Regions from separate parts of the Macaca mulatta genome. Here region 2 is linked to region 1. A link is a contact called in public Hi-C data. All regions are on one chromosome and are shown on one strand. Each heading gives the region's core, a stretch centred on a gene start, on an enhancer-like site or on the middle of the called end of the contact. The rest is flanking DNA. Distances are from core to core; before and after follow the strand shown. Region 1 holds the start of DARS1 (aspartyl-tRNA synthetase 1). Region 2 holds the start of CXCR4 (C-X-C motif chemokine receptor 4).

Region 1 (6,283 bases), core at 3,694-6,193:
CCAAAAATGCAGGAAGCCAGAAAGCAGCAGGTGGGCCAGTGGCAACCTACTTAGCAGATATGAAAAGCTGAATCCTAAGGGAGCAGTCAAGAAAGCTGAGAAGTGACCTCACTGATACCACAGAAATCACAAAAGACTCAAGACAAGCAGCACCAAATACCTCTGGAAACGGAGATGGGGCATGGGAATGATAATGACAATCTGGGGAAAGCTACACGAGAAGTCTGATTCCTGCAGCCCTCCATACTCCACTCTTTTGGCAAGAGTCCTCTCCTACCCTGACATGATGCATTCTCTAGAGAAGGTAAAAGGTGGATCTTTGACTTCAGGAACTGGGTGCTATCCCCAACTAGGGGAATTCAGTGACCAAATACATGTGGGATGCCAGATAGTCCCAGAACACTAGCGGTCAGACCTTTATTCTTCATGCAGCAGATCAGAAGAGTTTTTCCCCTGAACAATCTGACCAGCCAAAAGGAAAGATCTAAAGATACTGACACCCATCAAATGGCCCAACCAGAGCATCATACAGTAAAACCCACAAAGGACAAACCACATGGAAGAGCTCAGAGCTCCTAGTCAGCTTCTTAGCCTCCACTTTTTTTTTTCTTTTCTTTTCTTTTTCTTTTGGAGACAGAGTCTTGCTCTGTCGCCCAGGCTGGAGTACAGTGGTGCCATCTCGGCTCACTGCAAGCTCCACCTCCCGGGTTCACGCCATTCTCCTGCCTCGGCCTCCCAAGAGTAGCTGGGACTACAGGCGCCCGCCACCACTCCTGGCTAATTTTTTGTATTTTTAGTAAAGACGGGGTTTCACCGTGTTAACCAGGATGGTCTCTGTCTCCTGACCTCGTGATCCGCCCGCCTTGGCCTCCCAAAGTGCTGGGATTACAGGCATGAGCCACCGCGCCCAGCCTAGTCTCCACTTTTAACATAAGCAGACAATCAAGGATTCACCGAACACCTGAGGTAGGTCTCTAACATGAAAGACAGAGGCCAAAAATAAACAAATAGAAAAGCAACTTGTAAGAAAGGGGTTATGTAGAGAGAACACTTTTAAAAATTCCCCCCAAAAATCACTTTATTAATATGCTCAGTAAGATGAGAAGATATTATATGCATTTTAAAAGATCAGGATTCTATTACAGGACCATTCGAAGAACAAAAAGAGTGCTTTAGGAAGTTATTAAATGATGGCAATAATGAGAAAACCGCAATTGAAAGACTATACGATAAAGTTGGAAAAAATCTCCCACAAGCCTATCAAAATGCAGTAAGATGGAAAATTTGAGAGAAATGATAAGGAAATTAGACCAGCTCAGAAAGTCCAATACTTAATAAGAATTCAGGAAACAGAGAAGAGAAGAAATGGAAGGTGGAGAATCATCAAAGACATTTTTCAAGAAAATGCCCTCGAACTAATGAGCTTCCAGATGGAATGGCCCAATGTCCAACACAATGATGAATTTAAACCCACAGGCTGATAAATATTATGAAATTCCTCAGCATTAGGAACAAAGAAGGACCCATGTAGTCTACTTAGCAAATGTCCTGTGAGCTTCTTTCTTTTCCAGGGGGAAAAGAACCACATACAAAGGACCAAGAATCACAGTGGTGGCCGGACACTATGGCTCACACCTGTAATCCCAGCATTTTGAGAAGCCTAGGCGATGGATCGCTTGAGGCCCAGAGTTCGAGATCAGCCTGGGCAACATGGGGAAACCCCATCTCTACCAAAAAACAAAAAAACAAAAAAATTACCTAGTCTCATAAACCAGTCTCAAAAAAAATAAAGAAATAGAAGAACCATGGCGCTTCAACCCTCTTAACAGCAACACCTAGAATGAAATGGGTCCATGGGTCCATGAACCTACCCAAAAGTCATTTTCCTGCTCCCTAAATGTATAGTTTAGGATGGATATTATATTGGAAATTGGCAGAGTCCCACGCTGACTGCTGTCAAGACAGGAGCACACAGGACAAGCAAGGGAAGGTCAACGCCTGAATGATTCCATCAGTAAAGCTGTTAACAAGCTGCTTTTAGATTTAGATCGTTTATTATTTATATAGACAGTGAAAACAAGAATAAGCCTACAGCCTTGACAACATGGTGAATCCCCATCTCTACAAAAAATACAAAAATTAGCTGAGCATGGTGGTGCACACCTGTAGTCCCAGCTACTCCAAAGGCTGAGGTGGGAGGACCCCTTGAGCCCGGGAGGTTGGGGCTGCAATGAGCCTTGTTCCCACCGCTGCACTCCAACCTGGGCAATGGAGAGGGACCCTGATTCAAAAAAAAAAAAAAAAAAAGGCCAGGTGCATTGGTTCACGACTGTAATCCCAGCACTTTGAGAAACTGAGGCAGATGGATCACCTGAGGTCAGGAGTTTGAGACCACCCAGGCCAACATGGCGAAACCATGTCTACTAAAAATACAAAAATTAGCCGGGCATGGTGGAAGGCACCTGTAATCCCAGCTACTCGGGAGGCTGAGGCAGGAGAATCACTTGAACTCGGGAGGTAGAGGTTGCAGTGAGCCAAGATCATGCCACTTCACACCAGCCTGGGAGACAAAGGGAGACTCTGTCTCAAAAAAAATTAATTAATTAATTAATTTTTGAAAAAAGAGAAGAAGAATAAGCCAAAGGTGCCAGCTCTCTGTGATTCTTGTCCCGTTAAGGACATCACTGAAACAAAAATCACCAGATGACTGCAACATGAGTAGTGGGACACTCTGTTGCTGAAGAGCCACTTCTAGACTCCAGTTAAGCAGTAAGATATTATACACATTTTTGTATTCTGCATTTCCCTTGAGGGAAGGGGGCAAGAAGTCCCACACCTCATCAGAATCTAGGAGGTAATAAGAAACCATCCCATGACAGGCTCTCAGGCAGACAGGGAAGTGAGTAGGAGACGGCCTTCCATCCTCTCATATTCCAGCAGCATCACAAGGTGTTTTTCTAAGATTCAGGTTAGCTGCGGTTCAAGCCCTCGCCTACATGGCTTATGTGGATCCTGCAAAGCAGCCAGAGCACCACGGCCGAGCTGTTCCCCTATTCCTTGGTCTGTGGAATAGGCTACCATACTGGATAAAGCTAAGAGAAAATCTCTAAGTCACTTTCCCAGCCCCCAACTAGGATAGTAAATCATAAACAATAACACGTCCCCAAGAGGAATACTGCAGATCAGTGCAACCCTTACAGACCTGATGGTTGGTAATCTCCATCACATTTCTATTGCCACCGGTGTGGCTCCAGCAAAATCCAGACAAATTCAGGAAATTGACAGTAGACTACTGCAAGTTCAACCAAGTCATAGCCTCAGTTGCAGCTGTGGTGTCTTTACTACAGCAGATTCTTAAGACCTCAGGCACGTGACATGTGGCCATTGATCTGGCAAATGCTTCTTTTCTATCACTATCAGGAAAGGGGGCCAGAAACAAGTATATTTACAGTCTTACTCCAGGACTAAATGAGAATACTCTTATCAAGGCAACGAGGCCAAAGAAAGAAAGAAGTACATGGACAGGCCTCATGGACAGATGAAAAGGTAAGATCACTACCCTAGTGAAGGGAAAACAGATGGGATTTGTATCCAGATTTCTGATAACCAGTCCATACATTAGGACTATACCTGATTGAAGCAACCCAAGCTTTAAAAAAAAATTCCAAGATGAAGCAACTTCACAGACCCCCTTCTGTATTCGAATCCGATGAATATAATAGAATGCCTTTTTTAACGGAATGTGATACTGATCATGAATATTCAGTGTTGCTCCCCAAGGAATGAGTAAATTCTCCTGCCCCCATGAACTCAGGAATGACTATGTAACTTGTTTTGGTCAATAAACTAGGAGCAGAATGTGAAATGTATCACTTCCGGGCAGGCACTTTAATAGCTAAACTCTTCCTGACTCTGTAATCATTGAAGCATCTATCAAGATGGCACATCTACCAGCTTAGGTACCTGTGTAATATTAAGAACAGGAATTAGGACTTATCTTTTTATTGCCAGCACCTGCTAAAATGCCTGACACAAAGTAGATTTTGTAAATAATCTTTGATCAATTAAATAGGGAGTAAAATTTCATATCACCTGCAATTAGACGGTAAGCTACAGGCGGGCAGGGAGCATGGCTGTCTTCTCACTACTGCATGAGGGAGCCTCCAGAGACTTTTCACTTGCGCTGGAATCTACGTGCACGCCTTAACACTTTGTGCCAGAAGAAGACACTACAAAGTCAGTTGAAACGACGGAGTGCAAAGTCTGGCAGGGGAAACAGTATTAAACCAAATCTCCAAATTATTTTCAATTTCGATTCAAAACTTACAAATGATAGTTTTTTTAAAAAGCCTAACTTGGGAATATTCACCCATTGGGCAACCAACACTATGCACTGTCCCTAACACTGCAACAGATCCAGGCAATCAGTGCCATTGTGTGGTTTCTTGTCGTTGTCACTGTATTTACACCTCACTTATACAGGGACTGGTACCCCCATGCCGCCTTGGCAAGCCAACTGCACTCCTTTGTCCCAACACGCAGTGCAATGGATTGCGAAGAGGTCTCCTCCAACCCCAAGCAGCTACGTCGCCCCGGGGAAGAGAGAAGGCGGGAAAGTCCAAGAGAGGAGAAACCGAGGCCCGCGCTTATGTGGGTGTTTTAGTGACCAGTCTGCGGTTACAGCCGAGCAAAGTTTAACGGGCTGTTAGGAGAATGGGCAGAAGTCGCAGCTGGGACGAAACTGAAGAGAGCTGGCATTCGCCCGGGCCTACAGCCAGCCACCTGGTAACCCCAGACCCCGCCCCCAGAGCCAATCCAGCGAAAACTACCGGGAATTCCCTCCAACTCCAGGAAAACTCCCGGAGGGGCGGGGCAAGAGTGGGAGGAGACCCCGCGCGCGGCCGCCGGCGCTTCGGGATCTCGAGATAGCCGCAGCTCTCGCGATCTTTCCGGAGCCGCCCCTCCACGCGGAGTCCAGGAGCTTGTGCTGAGACCCGAGGGTCGGGAGGGCGGAGACTGGGAGGGAGGGAGAAGCCACTTTGGCCTGCCGTACGGAAGCCTACGAGGGAGGGTGGTGTCCACTGCCCAGTTCTGTGTCCCGATGCCCAGCGCCAGCGCCAGCCGCAAGAGTCAGGAGAAGCCGCGGGAGATCATGGACGCGGCGGAAGTGGGTTTCCTCCTTTCCCTGGGCCTGGGAGGACAGACCCCTGGGCCGGACCGCGTCGAGGGAGGGAGGAGGGGGAGCGGGACCCTCGGGGTCCTTATCAGCACTTTCTCCGCAGGCTGCGAGCATGGGGTCCGGGCGCCTAGAGCCCTTACCCCAGCAGTGGGACCAGACCCTCTCCGGACCGCGTTTCTCGCGGGGTCACCTGGGAGTTTGGCCTACTAGAAGCGTGTCCCCCGGGTGGGGAGGACGGGAAGAACCAGCCGCCCCGGAAGTAGGAGCGCGGCGTCACACTTGAGCCTCTCTGGGTTAGGCACGTCCTGCACGTAATGCACAATCCGTCGGAAAATTTTAATAAGCACTAGTAATCGATATGTACTCAGCCCTCGTGTTCCTGATGCTTTAGCAAGTAATGACAGTACTTAGCAAAACCATCTGCCAATATGTTTAATGACCATTTCCCATGTGACAGCTTTAAAGAGCACATGTCATTTTTATTTACTTTCTCCCTCTCAGTGACCCGGTAAGGTAAGTAACAGGAGTTACTGAGAATGCGTTTGAGGTGAAGTGACCCCAAATCACGTGGATAATTCATAACACCCAGTGATCCTTTGGTGCTTTTCAGAAATCAAAGTTTGAAACCATCCGACAAGTTATGTGTGCTGTAGTACTGTTAAGCCTTAATTTCCGCCTGGCTCCCTAATTTTTCTATAAGGAGTTCTGAATTTGTGGTAAGCAACATGAGAAATAGGTCATCTTAGAATACTAAATGAGGAAGAGTCACTGAAATATTAATAGTACTCCTTAGAATGAATGCAACTTTTATGTCTTCAAACAGTTTAATCTTATGTTGCCCTCAGGCTTCATTGTGTGACTGTATCTCTCTCCTCTTTCCAGGGTTATCTTTTTCTTTAAATTGTTCAGAAAGCACCTTAAACATATCTGGTTTTATTTTGGTGTAAACACAAAATCCAGCATCCTCCTGATCTAAAGGAGAGGATTCCAACAGGTAGCTGTAAAGTGACAGAAACTTAATTGTTTCATACAGATATTAAGTTACCTTGTAAAAATCTAGGGCAATTATTTTTGTGTATTCTTAATCTGGTTAATTACATAAAC
Region 2 (6,020 bases), core at 2,621-5,120, 140 kb before region 1:
CTGCCATCCACCTCCTCCTGGCACCTCCTCCTTTCTCTAGCCTCCTGCCATCCACCACTGGGAAAGGTCTGTTCCTAAGCTTTCTGCCTAGCTAAAATGGAGCCAATTTAGGGACAGAGTACAGCTTTTCATTACACACACACAGATACACACACACTAACACACAAATCAACCAGCTGCAGAGCGAGCAACAGGAGGTGGCAGGATGCTTGCCACTGTGTCATTGGATTTGTAAGCATCCCCTCCAAACTGTGGCCAAGGCTAGTTATTCCCTGGGCTAAAGCCAACCTGAGAAGTTGGGGACCCTGCCAAATCCCTGACAGCCCCTAAACCTGACTCTGTTGCCAGAGCCACACAGGAAAGTCATTCATTCTTTAAAGAAAGGTTCAGTAAAAGATTAAGGAGCCCAGTATTTGCTCAGCAGTGGGCTAGCTGGATAGAGGATATCTGGGCATTCACTTTAAGGAACCTAAAATATTGGGGGGATAGGAGTATGACATACACTCACTTAAAAGTTGAGTAACATCACAAGGGATGCCACTCAAAGCAGTATGACCTGGGCTTCAGAGCCAGACAGACTGGGTGCAGATCCTCATTCCGGGGTCACAGGCCAGTTCCTCATCTCTCCAGACCCTAATTTCTTTACCAGGTAATAAAGGTAATGGCACCTGCCTTGTAGAGTTATTGAGGGGATTATATGAGGTCAGTTACACATAACAAGTGCTCAATAAATGTTTGAATTTTGTTTGTTTTTTAAAGAACATCATAGAATAGTTGAGAATTAGGTTTAGGTAGCCCAGTGGCAAAAGAAGTTTAAGATTAGCCCATTGGAAAACAAGCCTTCCTTGAAAAGAGGAAAGAATTATTGTGAAAAAAAGTCTCACATCTAGTAGATACTTTAGAAGTGGAAACATACGTAAAGGGAGGCCTTCTTATCCCTCTTGGTCATAAAATTTGTTGGCTTTTTTATGAATATGAAAATGATTATTGTCTATTACAGAAAATCTGGAAAGCATAGAAAAACCCCAGGAAGAAAGCAAAAATCAAATATAATTCTGCACCAAGGAAAACTCCTACAAACATTTTGGTTTTCCTTCCCATATTTTCCAAATGCATATTTTAACATAACTGAGATCACACTACATACACAATTCTGAATCCTGCTTTTTGCCCTTAATGTTTCAGAAATATTTTCCCATGTCACTAAAAATTCTTCACAAATAACATTCGCAATGTCCACATGGAATTTCAGATGTGGATGAACCAAAATCTTGTCATCTATTCCACTAACAGTGGTTATTTAGGGATGTTCAGACATTTCACTATTTTTTAAAAAAATGCTTCCACAAATACCTTTGTGGCATAAGTTTCTATGAGTGGAATTACTGTTCTAAAGTTTCTGCTGAATACAAAATGCTTTCCAGTGAGGCTGTCCCAAGCCACATTCCCACCAGTGACAAGAGAGAGACAGCTGGTCTTTTCAAATACGGAGACCAAATATTATCTTTGAAAAAAAAATGGATTTTTGCCTAATTTGGTAGTCACCAAATAGCATCTCATTGTTCTTTTAATTATCTGCTTCCTTTTAGTAGAGATCCCTAAAAAGATCTGAAAGGAGTCTTCAGATAAAGGAAGGAGCTTTCTTTTGTCTGCCAACAATCAACAAAAATATTTATTATGCAAACCATTTTGCTCCGAGTTTTATCCACTTTCCGTTTTTGGACAGATTTGGGAGATTTAACCTTTCAGGTTTTAGATATCGTGCAGGGAGGAGTTTTGAGGTACGGTGCAGCTTACGGTCCAGGATAAAACACACCGATTCTGCCACTACCAGGCTTTGTGAAAAGCAAGTCATGAAAATGTTCTGAAATTCCAGACCTTCAGTAGGTAGGATCTACCGTGTCTATGAAAATATGAAGATCCTGAAGTTTTATTAAAGATTTGAAAAAAGTAAAAGTGTTTTTATGGTTTTATTTTCATTTTTATTTCTTACCGTTATCGTTTATTGTAAAGGATATTATAAAGGATACAGATGAAGAGAGAGATACATAATGTAAGGCCTGTGAGAAGGGGCGTGGAGCTTCCGAAACCTCTTCCAGCCACCACCCTCCAAGAACCTGGAGTTTCTTTTTTTTTTTTTTAATTCCACAAATGTAATATTAGAATTGATTTTATCTGGTCATTAGTGTGTGTCCTAACTTGTTCGTTTCTGAGAGTTCCATCTCCCAGCCCGGATATCATCTTTCCTGTATCGGTGAAAGTGCAGAGTAGATGAGAACCTTCAACCCCCAACATTAGGGAGGGGTCCCAGACAAAGGGGGAAAGTCATGCTCTCTAGAGAAAAGGTTCCCTGCCTCCGAACTACCTCTGGAACACTCCAGACTGAAATGTTTCCTCTTTTGATCAGAAAAAAGGGGTCGTGCGTAGGGTGCAGTCTGGGCAATTCCTCTCCTAGGGACCGTTTCGGGGTGGGGGCCTTTGAGATCCGTGTCGCGGCGCAGGCACCTCGGTCCCAGCTCTCTCCGCAGCGGCCACTCTGCCTGCGGGCGCAGTTTCTCTGCCCTGCGCCACACTCGCTCCCCGGCCCCACCCAGTCTCCGCGGCAGCGGGAAGTGGCGCGAGGTGGAAAGCACTGTCTGCGCGCCCACTGCAAACCTCAGCCAGTCTGGGATCGCTTTAAACGCTGACCCCCACCCCCACTCCGCCCCGCCCAGTTCTTCAACCTAATTTCTGATTCGTGCCAAAGCTAGTCCTCCGCTCAAAATCGTGGAAGACGCCGAGTATGGGGACCGAAGACCTGGGTTCAAGCCGGGCTTGGCATCCCTGCACATCCCTGGCGTTTCATCTCTCCGGGCTTATTTGCTGGTTCCTCCGCATGCGGGCCTTGTCTGGTTCACGCTGGATCCCCAACGCCTAGAACAGTGCGTGGCACGCAGTTCGTCCTTCTATAAATATCTGACTAAACGCATCTCTGTGATGGCAATACCCACACGGTATTGTGAGAATGAATGAGTGATTCTGTGCAAGATCCTCGTGATCTGTTACAAAAAGTACTGGTCGCTAAATTACTCTTATAATAAAGCATAGTTATAGAATAATAAAGCACTATTCACGAATTGGTTACCACTATTATGAAATTACTGAGCAATGCACAGCTACGTCTGATCACAGTCTCCAGAATTATGCCAAATCCTACCTTCTTCTGAAAGTATCTCCTAATTATCTGCACCTGACCCTTGTGATGCTGTGAATGTGCACCTATAGTTACATCCTCCGAAAGAAGGATCTTTACTCCTTTTTTCTTCTGAATAGGCTGCGTGTGCTGAAAGCGCGGGGAATGGCGTCGGAAGCTTGGCCCTACTTCCAACATTGCCGCCTACTGGTTGGGTTACTCCGGCAAGTCACTTCCCCTCCCTGGACCTCAGTGTCTCTACTGTAGCATTCCCCAGTCTGGAATTCCATCCACTTTAGCAAGGATGGACGCGCCACAGAGAGACGCGTCCCTAGCCCGCGCTTCCCACCTGTCTTGAGGCGCATCCCGCTTTTCTCAAACTTAGCAAACGCCTCTGGGAGGTCCTGTCCCGCTCCAGACTCACTACCGACCACCCGCGAACAGCAGGGTCCCCTGGGCTTCCCAAGCCGCGAACCCCTCCGCCCCGCCCGTGCGCCCTCCTTCCTAGCGTCTGGCGCCCTCTTTCCTCGCGTCGGCCGCTCTCCCCTACCCCGCCTTCTCCCTCCGCGCCCCAGCGGCGCATGCGCGGCGCTCGGAGCGTGTTTTTATAAAAGTCTGGCCGCGGCCAGAAACTTCAGTTTGTTGGCTGCGGCAGCAGGTAGCAAAGTGACCCCAAGGGCCTGAGTGCTCCAGTAGCCACCGCGTCTGGAGAACGAGCGGTTACCATGGAGGGGATCAGTGTAAGTCCAGTTTCAACCTGCTTTGTCATAAATGTACAAACGTTTGAACTTAGAGCGCAGCCCCTCTCCGAGCGGGCAGAAGCGGCCGGGACATTGGAGCTCCAAAAAAGGGTCACGGAAAGGAGTTTTCTTGACCATGGCTATGTGGTGCGCGGGGGTGGGGGGGAGCAGGATTGGAATCTTTTTCTCTGTGAGTCGAGGAGAAACGACTGGAAAGAGCGTTCCAGTGGCTGCATGTGTCACCCCCTTGAGTCCCGCGGCGCGCGGCGGCTTGCATGCTGTTTGCAAACATAAGAACATTCTGTGCACAAGTGCAGAAAAGGCGTGCGCGCTACCTCGGGACTCAGACCACCGGTCTCTTCCTTGGGGAAGCGGGGATTTCTTGGAGCGAGTTACATTTTCTGAATTTAGAGGCAGAGGGCAGCGTGCCTGGGCGGAGTTCCCAGAAGGACATTGCGCCCGCTTTAACTTCGGGGATAAGCGCCTGGTGACTGTTCTTGACGCTGGGTGCGTGTTTGTGAAACTCTGCGCGGCCCACGGAGCTGTGCCAGTGTCCCGGCACAGTAGGCGGAGGGCGGGAAAGGCGGGTGGACCCACCGCGCGGATCCTCTGAGGGGATCGAGTGGTGGCAGCAGCTAGGAGTTGATCGGCCCGCGCGCTTTGGGTTTGAGGGGGGAACCTTTCCGCCGGCCAAAGCGCGCTTCTTCCCCACGGCCGCGCATGTGTCCGGCAGTTCGAGAGTTTGGGATCGTGCAGAGGTCAGAGGAGTGGTTTGACCTCCCCTTTGACACCGCGCAGCTGCCAGCCCCGAGACACGCGCTCCGGGTACAGGAGCGGGTATGGGGGTGGGGGGGCGGGGGAGGTTAGGACCGCACCTGGGCTGCCCGGTCGCCGCCGCGAAGACGGGCAGGTGCAAGTGGGGAAACCGTTTGGCTCTCTCCGAGTCCAGTTGCGATGTTTAACTGTCGGTGATTTCCAGAAGCCTTTTGAAACCCTCTTGCTAGGGAGTTTTTGGTTTCCTGCAGCGGCGCGCAATTCAAAGACGCTCGCGGCGGAGCCGCCCAGTCTCTCCCCAGCACCCTGTGGGACAGAGCCTGGCGTGTCGCCCAGCGGAGCCCCTGCAGCGCTGCTTGCGGCCGGTCGGTGTGGGCGTGGTGGGCAGCCGCGGCGGACCGGGGCTGGACAACCCGGCTCCCCGCGTGCCCACTGCCTGGAGGCTTCCAGCTGCCCGCCTCCGGCCGGGTTAACTGGATCAGTGGCGGGGTAATGGGAGGCCACCCGGGAGAGTGAGGAAATGAAACTTGGGGCGAGGACTACGGGTGCAGACCCCGTTACCTTCTCCACCCAGGAAAATGCCGTGTTCCCTAACGTCCCAAACGCACCAAGTGATAAACACGAGGATGGCAAAAGAGACCCACGCCCCGGAGGAGCGGCCGCTTGGGGGAGGAGGTGCCGTTTGTTCAAATTCTGACACTCCCGCCCAATATACTCCAAGCACCAAAGGGCCTTCGTTTTAAGACCGCATTCTCTTTACCCACTACATGTTGCTGGAAGCGCAGAATGATTTGTGTTTAGGCAGGCGTGGGAAAATTGAGTTTTTGCGCCGTAGGAGAATGAGTCTTTGCAACGCCCCCGCCCTCCCCCCGTGCTCCTCCCTCCCCTCTTCCCTCCCTTGGCGAAAAACTTCATACAAAAAGTTAATCACAGCCCCTCCTCGCAGCACCCACCCCACCCCCCACGCCGCCTGGGAGTGGCCTCTTTGTGTGTGTGTGTGTGTGTGTGTGTGTGTGTGTGTGTGTGTGTGTGTGTGTGTGTTTTCCTCCTAAGGAAGGTTTTTTTCCTCCCTCTAGTGGGCGGGGCAGAGGAGTTAGCCAAGATGTGACTTTGAAACCCTCAGCATCGCAGCGCCCTTTTGTTCTAAACAAAGAATTTTGTAATTGGTTCTACTAAAGAAGAATATAATGAAGTCACTATGGGAAAAGATGGGGAGGAGAGTTGTAGGATTCTACATTAATTCTCTTGTGCCCTTAGTCCAGTTCTTCAGAATTTCCTGAAGAAAGCAAGCCTGAATTGGTTTTTTAAATTGCTTTGAATTTTTTTTTAACTTG

Evidence for each region. A called contact is a pair of places that touch in the nucleus more often than the background predicts.
Region 2: a contact with region 1 is called in a Hi-C map of fetal cortical plate, with 2.0 times the contacts expected there. The contact joins the promoter of CXCR4 here to the promoter of DARS1 in region 1. A contact is called at or near these places in 3 of 14 Hi-C or Micro-C datasets (blood, fetal cortex germinal zone and fetal cortical plate).

What each region holds. Positions count from the first base shown.
Region 1 is chr12:27,604,840-27,611,122 of T2T-MMU8v2.0, reverse strand. It overlaps DARS1 (aspartyl-tRNA synthetase 1), which reads left to right and starts at 4,943. Exons shown (of 16, transcript XM_015110010.3): 1 at 4,943-5,167. The coding sequence starts at 5,102.
Region 2 is chr12:27,747,683-27,753,702 of T2T-MMU8v2.0, reverse strand. CXCR4 (C-X-C motif chemokine receptor 4) reads left to right here and starts at 3,870. Exons shown (of 2, transcript NM_001042645.1): 1 at 3,870-3,912. The coding sequence starts at 3,898.